Regions from separate parts of the Sus scrofa genome. Here regions 1 and 3 are each linked to region 2. Evidence: chromatin contacts called from public HiChIP or PLAC-seq data. All regions are on one chromosome and are shown on one strand. Each heading gives the region's core, a stretch centred on a gene start, on an enhancer-like site or on the middle of the called end of the contact. The rest is flanking DNA. Distances are from core to core; before and after follow the strand shown.

Region 1 (4,508 bases), core at 1,498-3,997, 130 kb before region 2:
AAAAGATGCCTCCTCCCACTCTCTGTTGGTTTGGCTGGATTGGCCCCATCTCTAGTTCTAAGAGCAGGCACATGATCCAAGCCTGGCCAATCAGAAAAGGGAAACTGGCTCAGGAGTGGGCACCCAGTCCCAGCGAGGCCAATGACAACCTTCTTCGGGATTTTTGCTGTCACTATTAAGAAGCTGCCCATGGGGGAGTTCTCATTATGGCGCAGTGGAAATGAATCCGACTAGGAACCATGAGGTTGCAGGTTCTATCCCTGGCCTGGCTCAGTGGGTTAAGTATCTGGTGTTGCTGTTGCTGTGGCTGTGGCTGTGGCTACAGACCAGCAGCTGTAGCTCCAATTCAACCCCTAGCCTGGGAACTTCCATATGCCACAAGTGTGGCCCTAAAAAGCAAAAAAAAAAAACCCAAAAAAACAAAAAACAAAAAACAGCTTCCCGTGGGGGTTGCTAAGCTGGTGGGAGGGAAGCTGGAAGCTACTGGGAGCCATCTCTGCTCCCACAGAGGGAAAGTGACTGAAGCCAACACAGAGTAGGGTAGGAAGAAGGGCAGCAGAGAGATCCAGACCCCTAATAACATCAGTTGGGTATTTGGATCCAGCCATATCTGAAAGAAATACAACTTTGAATTTTTAGTTTCATGAGACAATCAATCCTATTTTATTTAACCCAGTTTCAGTTGGGCTTCTGTCACCAAAACTTCAAACCCATCCCCTCCAGGACTCAACTGTTTCTGGCTACCTATGGTTGTTTTCTAACACTGGATTTTCTTTCTGGGAATTTACTTGTCCTCAGTCCCATACTCTCAAGGCACCTCCCACCTTACTGCCCAAGTGCCTGCCAGATCATAAGAAGGACATAGATTGTCCTTTCTACCTCAGGAGCCCCAAGTGCTGGCCCTGCCTCTGCTGTTTTTATTCTGTGAAAAGTGGGTACACCCCACACTTCTCAAAGATTATCTCACCTGTAGAGTTTTCTGAAGCAGGGAGGGGCACCCACCTGTCGATGGGGTGGATGATGATGGGGATGGCCAGTAGCCCCAGTGCAGTAGTGGTCCACTTGCGGACAGCCAGAGGCCAGCGGGTGGCAGTGCCCAGGATGTAGAGAGAGGCAGCACACACACGGTTGATAGTGAAGCCTGGGATGCCACAGAGGCCAGAGCCTGCCACACAAAGGTGTCTACCACGGCCACGGTCACCCTGGTGCTGCGGCCTGCCTCAGGGCTTGGCACCTGGTAGGTACAAGAGACACATAACCCAGCAGAGGCAGAAGCAGGAAACTCTGTAGACAGGAGCATGGGAGGGACCAGGGAGAGGGAAGTGAAGGTGGGTGGGGACAGAGCCGCACTAGTGTTGGGTTCTGGGCTGAAGGTTGACTCATGCACAAACAGGACTTCAGTATAGATCATGTCACCTGCACGGTTGGGGGTGGGGTGCCTATCCTGCAAGCAGGACTGTGGTGTGGAATGCACCAGGCCAGGCTGTGGGGACTCGACTGTGCCACAAGGGACTTAACCATATGCAAGGCTGTAGACTGACCACAAGGGGAGTGGACTGGGGTGGGGGTTGAGGGGCAGGTTAACACTTACATCTCTTGCCTTCTTGCCTTTGTCAATGGCATCAGCCAGCACATAGGAGCTGGACACACCATAGCTCAGCCACACAACAGCTGTTGGCACCAAGGAGCGGAAGGCCTCCCCTACCTCATTGGCATAGCCTGGTGGTGGAGGAATATTTAATTCCTGAGCGGTTGGGTTGTTCCACAAGAGGGCACTAGAGGGAGATGGTTCTTATCTCAGCCTGCTAAGCAGTAGCTGGATGACCTTAGACAAAGTGACTTTACTCCTGTGAGTGTTTCCCCACCTGTAAAATGACACCCATGATGCTCACCTGGACTCTTTCCTTATGGGAGAGCTGAGTACTGTCTCCATTCTCACAGCCTACTTGCCTTAATAGTCTGGGTTCTAGAAGCATGTGAGCTGGCTGGGGGGACAGGCAGTGAGAGAGACTAAAGGCAGCCCCTCTGACGGGGAACTCGCTAAGTGCCAGGCCTTTCTGTACCTTATCTCATTGTACCCTCACAACTACCACCCAATGAGAGAGACCTTGTGCTCATCCCTTTTTGCTGAGGAAGAAACAAGCTTAGTCAGAGCGACTGATCCAAGATGAGAGTTCAAGTGCCCTGACTACAGCCAGTGTCCAGTCATTCCACAGGGGGCAGCCCACTCATCCCCATCCACCTACTTGGGCTGCAGCTTCCACCTGGGAGACAGACCAGCAGAGACCGTGAGGGCCGGGCTGGACAGGCCAAGCTGTGTGATCTTGAGCCAGTCCAGAACCCTCTCTGAGCCCAGTCTCTGCCCCGGCTGAATGAGAACTACAGCCCTCCCACGTTCGCCATGTCCCTGACCGGCGTCTGGGAACCCCTGCTTCCCAGCCACGTGGTGTGGGGGTCGCCGTGCCCCTTGCCCCGTGCTCACCCAAGTACCGCACCCACGTGTCCCGGAAAAGGTCGCGCTCGGCCCCCCGCGGGGGCGGCTCAGACATGACGCTTCCGCCTCGGCTTCCACTAGCGCTCCTGTCTGCGGCTGCGGGACCGGCTTAAGGTCCCAGACTGAAGGACAGGTCGTGCGGTCCCCACCAGCAGGGAGCGTCTGCAAATTCCCTCGCGCACTGGCGCCCCCCTCCCAAGCTTGGGTTTTACAGATTAATTTTCATCACGTTTTCTCTGGGGTTGAACGGTTGCGCGATCCTCTCTCAGCACTGACTGTAGTGTTGGAGCCAAAGAGACGCAGGTTCAAATACCGGATGCTACGCTTCATAGCTGTGTGACCTCGAGCAAGAGTCTGTACTTCTCTGCACGTCACTTTATTTGTTAGATAGGAAACAGGATGGGTTTACTCCTGGGGCAGTTTCGAGGATGAATTACACTCATCATTTATCGAGTTTAGTGCCAGCCAGACTGTTGGCTAAAGACTCCAGATGGCTTACTTCTTTAAACCCTCCCCTCAGCCAGGCATAAACCCCACCCTCCTTTTACAGATGAGGAATAGAGATAGAAATAATTGGTCACTTTCCCGGGTCCTACGACTGCTGAGTAGTGAAGCCGACATTTGATTCCAGGCTGTGAGGCTCTAGTTCCCATGCTCTTAAGGTAAGCTCAGTAAATGAGACTGAGGGAGTGTATGTTGAGAACCCGAGTGAAACTCTGAATCCTTTGGGGTATCAGCAAACAAAGACACAGCTTTTAAAGACAGGCAGTCCTGGGTTCAAATTCCAGTTGTGCCGCCTATTAACTGTCAGCCACGTCTGTAAAAAAATGAGTAGCTAATACATACTGAGCGTACACTAAGCGCTCTGGCTGTAGTTTCCTTGAGTCTTTGCAATAACCCAAAACAGTAAGCACAGGGCTGATGCAGTGTATCCAGGAGGCGCTCATCATCAAATAAATATCCTAGACTCCCTATTGTGGGCCCTGTTTTCAGGCGTCTCTATTTTGGTGGGATCTTATAAGGCAGCCAGTTCATTGGTGATCTGGCAGGAAGCTTGTTTCGGAGCCCAAGCTGATCCCTAGCCCCGGAAATACTGGCAGTGCACGCGCGGAATTGGGAGACGGTCCCTAACACCACGTGACCGTTGCTTCTCAGCCAACCTCCCACTCCGGGCCTGCCGCAAGCGCTGCAAGGACTCGCCAAACCCGCACTTGTTAGCTTGCCCTGAGAAGCCCGAGTGGGGCGGAGCCTCCGCTCTGACGGTAAAGGAAGTCAGGAGTACACTTAGTGCCCTCAGCAAAAATGGCGGAAGATGCGGCCTGGGCCAATCAGGAGGCAAGCTGGCCATCCCGGCGCCGTGAGAAAGCGCTTAAGCAGCGGGCTGTTTTTGCACATGCGCCCCGCTTAGTAGCGGGTAAACGCTGGGCTCCTAAAGTGGAGGTTTGACTGAGGGACCGCGAAGAGCGAGGCGGAGGTCACTGACTGCTACTCCCCGTGCACTGAACATTGCTTTATTCATTGGGTTAATTTTCCTAACAGAGCGTTGTAAACCAAGGTCAGGATGTCCTGAAGAGTCTGACTGGGGCTCCCGCGCGGCCTCGGGCCATCCTGTCAGCGCCAGCCTTGCCCCTTCCTCCTCCATCTGCTTCGCCAGACCTCTCCCCAGGCTGGGCCAGGGTCTGGGTTTCTGAAGGGAGGGAATGCCCACGAGGGCCCAGGCGGGACCGCCTTCTCGGGTTCTGTGCAATCCAAGGCCTGGTGTTCGTTTGCAGAATGTGGGATTGAGTGGAGAGCTGTGATTGCCGCAAGGTCTGTTCCCCCCACCCCCACCCTGTCATTGTGGAAGGAGGAGCTGGGGGCCTGCGAGGCTCTCTGGCTGCCCCCAGCCCCTGGCTCTGCCCGGTGCTGGCCCGGCCTTTGGCCTCGTGCTGGGGCAGCAGCACCTACAGGCACAGGAACCCACTGCACCCACCGCAGGCCTCCCAGAGACGGGACCAGCAAGGCCTTGCTCTGG
Region 2 (4,457 bases), core at 204-2,703:
TGGAACATCTTGTCCTGGTACAGCTGGGGATACTGAGGCCTGAGGAGGTCAAGGGTCACATGAATCTGTCAGGGCAAACCACACCCTTCCTACCTCCTGCCCCTTACCCCTGTGGCTTCCTACCCCATGTACACCTGCCGTCAACCAGATGAGGGGCTCAGCCTCCTGAGGACACCTCCCACCCCCTGGCCCTCTAGGGGTCTGGCCAGGATGTGGTGGCTGCAGTGTTCCAGCAGAACCCACCAAACTGGTGAGTCCAGGGAGGGAAGGTGCTGCCCCACTACTAGCTGCGTGCAATTGCCGCCACCCCCCACCCCACGCCCGCCCGCCCCAGCAGGTAGGAGGCCTGCTCAGGCCTGCTGGGACCCAATCAGGCCTGAGGCCTGCTTTAACCTGCTTGGTTCAAAGCCTTGGATCTGAGGCCTGAGGATGTGCAGGCCAGGCAAGGGCCCCTGGAACATGTCCCATCCTGCTGGGAAACCAACCTAGGTGTGCTGATGTCTGCTCAGCACTGGGGTCTTTGCAAACCTGAGAGGCCTGAGCAGACCCCAGCCCTAATGTTGAAATGAACCCAAGGTGGCACTAACAAGCTTCAGATCTGGGGGCCTCCTTGGACATGAAACAAGCTTAAATGTGCTCAGGCCCAAGTTCTAATGACTGTAGGCTTTTAAGTCTGACTACACACTGGGCTCTGGATGCATGGCCCTGCCCCCCAAAGTTTGAGCTTTGGGCATTCCTGTCCCAAATACTTAAGTCTTAAGCCTCAAATGTTAGTCCAGACTACCTTCAGCTCCCTACCCTACAGTGTATTGCTCAGAGGTAGCTGGGGCCCTCCCCATCTTTGATTCTGGTGGGGAGCCTTCTACTCTGAAAGGTGGGTGAGAGGAACAGATGTGGGGACCACCAAGTTCAGGTTGGGTTTCATCTTGTTAGCCCACTCACAGGGCTCACAAAGCTTGGAGGGGTTTGTATCAGTGCTATCCTGGGCTGTGGAACTTTTTTCACTGCCACCCCAGCCAGTTCTGGTGGCCCTGCCTCATGCTAAGCCATCAGAGGAAGGAGAGGGAAAGGTGCCAGGACCCTTTATTGGGACAGAACAACAACGTCTCCTAGGTTGCACAGTGGACCCCTACCCACCCATGTTTCAAGGATTTGGGAGCAGTGTTCTGGTCACAGCCGAGCCCCGGTTCATCTTGTGGCCCTCCCAAGCCTTGGTGAACTTAATCAGAAGGCCCTTAGTGCAGAAAAGACCCCAAGCCTCCCCGGGCTCTCCGGAGCAGCTGCGGGAGTCCTGCGGAAAGGGCGGAGCCCGGAGTGGGGGAGAGGCATGGGCGGGGCCTGGAGGACGCGACGGGGGTGGGGTTAGGTGGTGATTCCGGAGCCAATGCCGAAGGGGCGGGGCCATAAGGGGCGGAGTGAGTCTCTAGCGTTACAAGGAGGCGTGGCCACCCTGGATTGGCCCCCAGTCCTGCGCGGCGTGGCCGTCAGGGAGCTGGCGTGGCTGGCGGCTAGGACTCTGCGGCGCAGCGGCTCCTTTAAGCACCTCCCGGCACCGCCCCCGCCGCCCCGCCCCCGGCACGGCCTGGGTCTGTTTGGCCGTGGGGTCGGGTCCGCGCGGACCGCGATGGAGCTGCACATCCTAGAGCACCGGGTGCGGGTGCTGAGCCTCGCCCGGCCCGGTCTCTGGCTCTACACTCACCCACTCATCAAGCTGCTCTTCCTGCCCCGCCGAAGCCGGTGCGCGTCCGGGTCCGGGCACAGAGGGGGGTGGGCTGCACTGTCACTCTGAGATGGGATCGGGAGATTAGGACCTCCGCGGGGCCAGCGGGAGCAGACAGGGAGAGCGCTCCCCGCCCCCCGCTCCCCACCGCCGCCATCCGGCCTGGGCCTACCCTCCCTGGGACCGCCGCCTATCCGGCTCGTGAGGCCCCCTCACAGAGCTTGTTAAGGCGCAGACAGCCTGGGATGGTCAGTGCTTAACTCCTAGTGGTTTCACATGGGGGCATTTCTTCCTGGCAACTTCGGAGAACTTTTTCCAGCTGCCTCTCATCGGGTCAGAGGGGCTGGTCTAAGGGGGCTCGGACGCCCGGGACTGCCGCCTTGGGTGAGCCTCTCCTTCCTCTTGGAATGCTGGGCAGGGGCTTCTGCAGAGATCTGGGCGGAGGAAAACGGTTCGCAATTCTGGAGATGGGGCCCACGCCCCACTGTTCTGGGGAGGAAATTGAGTCTGGAGGGGGCAGGGAGACGCCCAGCCGGGGTGGGGGGTGTCTGCCCGCCCCCTCCGCCCACCCAGGCTGAAGATGCTCCCTGCCCCCACCCAGGTGCAAATTCTTCAGCCTGACGGAGACCCCTGAGGATTACACGCTCATGGTGGACGAGGAGGGCTTCAAAGGTGGGGACTGGGCTGGGGAGGGTGAGTAGGGGAAGGAGGTTGTCCTCCCCTTTTTGCAGGATTCTAAGAGAATGCTAGGATCTAATGTACCAAGAGTTGGGGCCCTGAAGGCAGATGATCTGGGTTCCAGTCCATTTCCACTACTCACTGGCTGTGTGCCCTTGATCAAGTCACTTCCCCTCTCTGAGTTGTTTATTTCGTTTTATGTAAAATGGATATAGTTACGGTTCTGATCTATTTGGCCCCATGAGGGTTTTATAAATGGGGCAGTGTGTAAAGGGCATTTAGCAGCCACAGACCAGCAGCAGGGCCTCAGTTACAGCTCTGGGGCAAGAATCAGGCTTCTGTGGCTGTTCTTGCCCCCCACCCCATTATTTCCCCTTGGGCTTCACTCCCTGGTGTGGGTCACTCCCTCCCTGACTGGTCTGGGAACTCCGAGAGTCTGAGGGTTGGGGAAGGAATGCAGGAGCCGGCAGCCAGCCCAGGGCAGGATCCTACGGGGCCTCCTAGCTGTGTTTGGGCGATTAGCAGCCACCTTGGCTGTGGCCCATGTGCTGGACTGGACACCAGCCTGGTCCCTCCCTGATCCCTGGAGCTGATATCTGGCTTCTCTCCTGCCAGCTTGACCCATCCTTACAGGCCTGGAGTCTCTGGCCAGCCAGCTGGGGCTCCCTCCCTCCCCTACAGGGCTACTTAGTTTCCCTATTTATGCTGCGGAAAAGTCTGGGTCTGCTAACGAGGAAGGCATCTCCCAGCCAACTTGGACTGCTGGCTCCCCCTGGTGGTACCACATGGTGTAAGGCCTCTGATACTCAGTGCATACATACTCAGTTTCTGTAGGAGAAACAGGCTCTCAGAAGTTAAATCATTTGCCACAGGTCAACAGAAAGTAAATGATGAAGCTGGGATTAAAACCCAGGTCTGTCTGAATTTTGAGCTCCAATTTTATTTTATTATTTTATTTTTTACCTTTTCTAGGGCCACTCCCGCAGCATATGGAAGTTCCCAGGCTAGGGGTCTAATCAGAGCTGTAGCCACCAGCCTGCGCCAGAGCCACAGCAACTCAGGATCTGAGCCGCGTCTGCAAACTATGCCACAGCTCACAGCAACGCCAGATTCTTAACCCACAGAGCAAGGCCAGGAATCGAACCTGCAACCTCATGGTTCCTAATCAGATTCATTAACCACTGTGCCACGACGGGAACTCCAAGCTTCCATTTTAACTGGGAAGTTTCAATCCCTGACAGGCCAACACCCAAAGCACTTCTCAGTCTTTGCATATATGCAGGTCTCAGGAGCAGAACTTGGGGGAGGAGGACAGCTCTATTTTCCAGAGTGGACCTTACCTTGGTAGAGCCCTCCAAAGCGCAGACAGGGAAACTGAGGCCAGGGGCCAGCCCTACAGGCCCTGACTGGGTGTGTCCCCCTGCCCCACAGAGCTGCCCACGTCTGAGTTCCTACAAGTGGCCGAGGCCACGTGGCTAGTGCTGAATGTGTCATCCCACAGCGGCACAGCAGTGCAGGCTGCTGGGGTCACCAAGATTGCCCGCTCAGTAATTGCACCGCTGGCTGAGCACCACGTGTCCGTGCTGATGCTGTCCACCTACCAGACAGACTTCATCCTGGTGAGTTTCCTGCAGGTGCTGGGGCAAGGCAGGGTGGACACGGGTGCCTGGGGACCCGTGTATTGTGTCATCTTTGTGGCCCAGGTGCGGGAGCAGGACCTATCCGTGGTGATCCACACACTGGCCCAGGAATTTGATATCTACCGAGAGGTGGGCGGGGAGCCTGTTCCTGTTGCCAGGGATGATTCCAGCAACGGCTTTCCCCGTGCCCAGCATGGTGAGGGTCACCTCTGACACCCAGGCCTGGTGGGGGCTCCTCTTCCCACTGGGGCCCTTCCCTTTGTGGGTGGGTCTGTGGGCTTGGGGAGACCAGCTGACACTGACCCCCTCACAAGATAGGGAGACACGGCAGGGAAACTAAGGCAGATTCCGGTATGTAGCAAGTGACCCTACACCTAGCCCAGGCCCCCTTTCTGGCTGGCCACCAGGGGGCACTCCAG
Region 3 (4,661 bases), core at 54-2,553, 69 kb before region 2:
TTATGTGGCAGTGTCAGTCTGACTCAGGATTGCTAACTGCCCGGGTCCCAGGAGATACTGAAGGAATTCCAGTGTAGACAAAGAAGTAACTGATTGCACTTGCAGAGGAGTAAGAATGGCCTGGGTTTGGATTCGTACTGTGCTATGTGAATTGAGGATGTGAACCTCACTGTCCTCATCCATAAATAAGTTGCTATAAGAAATAAAGTAATGTAGGAGTAATCTGAATAAGAACCATGAGGTTGCAGGTTTGATCCCTGGCCTTGCTCAGTGGGTTAAGAATCTGGTGTTGCCATGAGCTGTGGTGTAGGTTGCAGACGCGGCTCGGATCCCTCGTTGCTGTGGCTCTGGTGTAGGCCAGTGGCTACAGCTCTGATTAGACCCCTAGCCTGGGAACCTCCATATGCTATGGGAGTGGCCCTAGAAAAGGCAAAAAGACAAAAAAAAAAAAAAAAAAAAAAAGAAAGAAAGAAAGAAATAATGTAATGTAATGTAATGCATGTAGTGTTGGGCACAGGGTCTGACCCATGGTATATGTTCAAAAAGCCCTAGCAAACATTATCATTCTACATTAATAATAACAATGACATAAACCAACTATGGTGTGTAAATAAGGAAGAAAGGCGGGGAGGAGAATTGGGAGGGTATCCTTTCCTATCACTCCCCCATTTCATAGGTGAAGAAATTGAAAGCAAGGGTTCAGAGAGAGCCACATTACAGAGTTAAGAGGGAAGAGAGGGTCTCAGGAAAGGAAGCGAAAAGGGCGGGATTGGAAGTGACGGAGGGAGGAGTGGGGAGTGAGGGAAGAGATTTCACAGGCACAAACCTCCGGGCGTGAGAGGTTGAGCCTAAAGAAGGCGGCCAGATTTGAGCTAGTCCACGGAATTTCAAGGCCTAACTATGGAAGGCAGGGGTGGAACCTGGAAAAGGCAAGACCAGAGGGAAATAGTACCAGAGGGAATTAGGGATTGATATTTGGGAAGGAGGTGGTGGCCTGAAGCAAAAAGAGGCTGGGGGACGAGGTTTTGGCCAAATGGGAGGCCAAAGAGAGGGAGCGGGGGCCTTGGAAAGCGAGGGTCAGAGGGAGAGGAATACTCTGGTAAAGGAGAGGGGGGCCAGGGCCGTGGGGGGCGTGAGAGGACGTCGGAAGGGGAATGTAAAACGTCTCACCAGTCTCTGGAGTCGCAGCCTCAGCCCGTGTCTGCTCCGCTCATGGAACTGCCCCCCCGGAGCGACTGTAGCTTGTGGGAGCCTCAGCAAACCCTAGCCTGGTTCCTCGACCGCTGCCATGGCAACAGCGTCGGGAGCTGGCTGCTCCCGTAAGGGGAGGGGCGGGAAATTACGTCACGGGGATGGGCGTGCCCGGAAGTACGTCAGCCTCTTCCCCTCGGCGGCGACAGGCGAGTCGCCGCCGCCATCTTGCGGGCTTGTGTCATAGTCCGTGCGGGGAAACCGCTTTGACGCCTCACTGCTCACTTACGCCCAGGCGGACTGGCAGCCCTGAGCGTCGCCGTCATGCCCGCCGGACCCGTGCAGGCGGTGCCTCCACCGCCGCCCGCGGCCACCGAGCCCAAACAGGTACAGCCACCCCCGCATCTCCACCGGCAACTGAGCCTAGGCCTGAGCCCTCCCCTCCGGCGCGGGCGCTTCTCACTCGCGGAGGAAGTAGCAGCCGTTTAGGAGGGCTTGGAGGAACTCCAAGTCCCAGGAGGCAGCGCGCTTCCCGCCTGCCTTCTAGTAGCGAAACAAGCCTGCTTGGAACAGTGGTTTTCAAAGTGTAGTCCGTGGAAAGTGTAGCATCGCCTGGGAGCTTATTAGAAATGCTGAGTTTCCACTTCTTCTAAATCAGAATCTGCATTTTTTTTTTTTTGGCTTTTTAGGGCCGCACCCGTGGCATATGGACGTTCCCAGGCTAGGGGTCTAATCGGACCTGTAGCTGCAAGCCTTTACCACAGGCACAGCAAGGCAGGATCCAGTCCTCATCTGCAACCTCTACCACAGCTCAAGGCAACGCTGGATCCTTAACCCGCTGAGCAGGGCCAGGGATCGAACATGCGTCCTCATGTATGCTAGTCAGATTCGTTAACCACTGAGCCACAATGGGAACTCCAGAATCTGCATTGTAACAAGACCCAAAGGTGATTCACTGAAGTTTGAGAATCACTAATCCAGCGCATCCACTGGTCTTCTGCAGTAATTGGGCCCACTGGCCCCCACAAGCCTTTGACAGGAATCCTTAATTTCCCAGCCTGCATGGTGCCACTTTGTTAAATTCTCAGCATCTCCTTTGTGCTTCCTTTAAGCTAGATACTGTACCAGGCTTTGTCTTTACCTTAATGAATGAAGCACAACTCCTGCTTTAGGGAACTAGTGGGGAGACAGATATAAGTGAATACTCAATAAGTGTTTATTGCCTCAATCACCTTAAATGATACAGTTCCAGCCAGCCTTTAAACATCTTAATCAGCTAAGGAGGAAAGATGTGTATAGATAATTGCAGTGTGATATAAGTATCAAGTGCAAAGGAGACATTAATTCTGATCAACATTGCTTTGGTGGGATAGAGGAGAGATTAAGATAGATGAAGCCCATGGGAGTGAGAGGTAAATTGTGTTTAGAAGGATGAATTGGTAATTCACTATATAGGGGATTGGGAAGGGAAATTCCATTCTTTATTCATTCACCAAACATTTATTGAGCACATATTTTATGCTGATCAGTGCAATCACCTATGTATCCCTAACATTTTCCCAGTAACTTGGTAAAAATAAAGAAGGTAATACCAGATAAGTGCAAAGATACCTAGCTAGGAACTGATGGGACCTCTGATGGGTGTAAAGGTTAAAGCATAGAATTGGGGAAATTGGTGGTGAAGAGATGTATTTCTGGGGCTTTGAACTTTTCTAGTAGGCTATTGGGAGAAAAGGAAGCTGGATAGTGACATTTGTGTTTCACAAAATTCAGGTAGACAGTAATGTGGAGAATCGCTAGGAGGATAGGTTGGTCATATTATTCGAAAAATGTTGGCGTTCCTGTCGTGGCACAGCGGAAACAATCCGACTAGGAACCATGAGGTTGCTGGTTCCATCCCTGGCCTTGCTCAGTGGGTTAATGATCCGGTGTTGCCACGAGCTCTGGTGTAGGTTGCAGACGTGGCTTGGATCTGGTGTTGCTGTGACTCTGGCATAGACTGGAAGCAACAACTCAGATTGGACCCCTGGCCTGGGAACCTCCATATGCCACGGGTGCGGCTCTTTTTAAAAAGGACAAAAAAGACAAAAAAAAAGTTGAGGGCCTGACCTATATGTGGCAGGGGAATAGAACAGAGGGGATCCAGCAAGCTCATGTCACAGAAGGGCTGATGGTGCTAGCACTCCTTTTATCTTTTTTTTTTTTTTTTTTTTTTGGTCTTTTTAGGGCCACACCTGAGGCATATGGAGGTTCCCAGGCTATGGGTCAAATCGGAGCTGTAGCTGCCTGCCTACGCCACAGCCACCACAGTGCCATATCCGAGCCACATCTGTGACCTACACCACAGCTCACGGCAACACTGGATCCTTAACCCACTGAGGAAGCCAGTAATCCAACCTGTGTCCTCATGGTTACCAGTTAGATTTGTTTCCATTGAGCCACAATGGGAACTCCCTGGCACTCCTTTTAAAGTGATGTCTCTGGGCCAGTTCAGGTCTCCATTCCTCAGTTTTGTTTTTTGTTTTTGTTTTTGTTTTTTAGGTCTTTTTAGGCCCACACCTGCAGAATAAAAAGGTTCCCAGGCTAGGGGTCAAATCACAACTGCAGCTCCCGGCCTACACCACAGCCACAGCCATGCCAGATCCGAGCCATATCTGCAACCTATGTCACAGCTTTTGGCAACGCCCGATTCTTTAACCCACTGACCTCGAGGCCAAGAATTGAACCCTTATCCTCGTGGATATTAGTTGGGTTCTTAACCGGCTGAGCCACAGCAGGAACTCCTCCTCAGTTTTGATATCTGTAAAATGTGGATTATAGCACTTTACCCCCATAGGGCTCTGAAACGGTTATAGAGTTAACATGCTTAAATTGCTTAGAAAAGTCTATGGAACCTACTCTGTGCTTGATGAATGTTGTTATCGTTGAATGTGGAGACTGAGGAAGGGAGTAGATGCCTGCATTTCTGCCCTGGATGACTGGATGCATGGTTGGCTGTTCATGAGGAAAGCCATTAGAGATGAAAGTGCCCGGGACTACTTGATCTAAAGCTCTGTGGCACATGAGTGATTTGGGACATCCAGCCTGTAGGGGAAGTGAAGGATGTCTTGTAAGTACCTGACCAAGGACAGTGCAAATGCTGTGAAGAGAACCAAGAACAGAATTTGGGGGATTCCTAACATAGGGCAGGAGGTGGAAACAGGAGTCAAAAGGGAAACTTGGATGGAAGGGTGAGCAAGAAGGAAAGACAGGTGAGAATGGGGTCTCAGAGTTGCAAGTTTTGTGAAGGAGTGGTCACTGGTCATATGGCCAGATAACCGTGACTGTAAGCTTTTGTTTTTTACTTTGGCAAGAGTGCTTAAAATGGATGGGGACCAAAAAAAGGAGGTGAGCAAGTGAGAATAGCAAGACTGAGAGTACTCAGGCTGTTCTAGCTACCAGAGGAAGGTGGGGAGAAGGCAGTAGCAGAA

Evidence for each region. HiChIP or PLAC-seq counts read pairs in DNA pulled down with a chosen protein or histone mark.
Region 1: a contact with region 2 is called in an H3K27ac HiChIP or PLAC-seq map of alveolar macrophages. The contact joins the promoter of MTFP1 here to the promoter of CASTOR1 in region 2. A contact is called at or near these places in 1 of 5 promoter capture datasets (liver), 6 of 47 Hi-C or Micro-C datasets (alveolar macrophages, heart right ventricle, retroperitoneal adipose tissue and 2 more) and 2 of 2 datasets of contacts at active chromatin or transcription factors (alveolar macrophages and skeletal muscle).
Region 3: an H3K27ac HiChIP or PLAC-seq map of skeletal muscle shows a contact between it and region 2. The contact joins the promoter of CCDC157 here to the promoter of CASTOR1 in region 2. A contact is called at or near these places in 1 of 5 promoter capture datasets (liver), 6 of 47 Hi-C or Micro-C datasets (alveolar macrophages, blood, brain and 1 more) and 2 of 2 datasets of contacts at active chromatin or transcription factors (alveolar macrophages and skeletal muscle).

Annotation. Positions count from the first base shown.
Region 1 is chr14:47,390,817-47,395,324 of Sscrofa11.1, reverse strand. It overlaps MTFP1 (mitochondrial fission process protein 1), which reads right to left and starts at 2,747. Exons shown (of 5, transcript XM_001929262.7): 1 at 2,483-2,747; 2 at 1,592-1,719; 3 at 1,153-1,234; 4 at 1,003-1,150. The coding sequence starts at 2,549. It also overlaps a transcript of SEC14L2 not described here.
Region 2 is chr14:47,263,725-47,268,181 of Sscrofa11.1, reverse strand. It overlaps CASTOR1 (GATS-like protein 3), which reads left to right and starts at 1,453. Exons shown (of 7, transcript XM_021072302.1): 1 at 1,453-1,737; 2 at 2,322-2,392; 3 at 3,830-4,234. The coding sequence starts at 1,625.
Region 3 is chr14:47,332,142-47,336,802 of Sscrofa11.1, reverse strand. It overlaps CCDC157 (coiled-coil domain-containing protein 157), which reads right to left and starts at 1,303. Exons shown (of 14, transcript XM_021074347.1): 1 at 1,171-1,303. SF3A1 (splicing factor 3A subunit 1) reads left to right here and starts at 1,355. Exons shown (of 16, transcript XM_003483452.4): 1 at 1,355-1,578. The coding sequence starts at 1,516.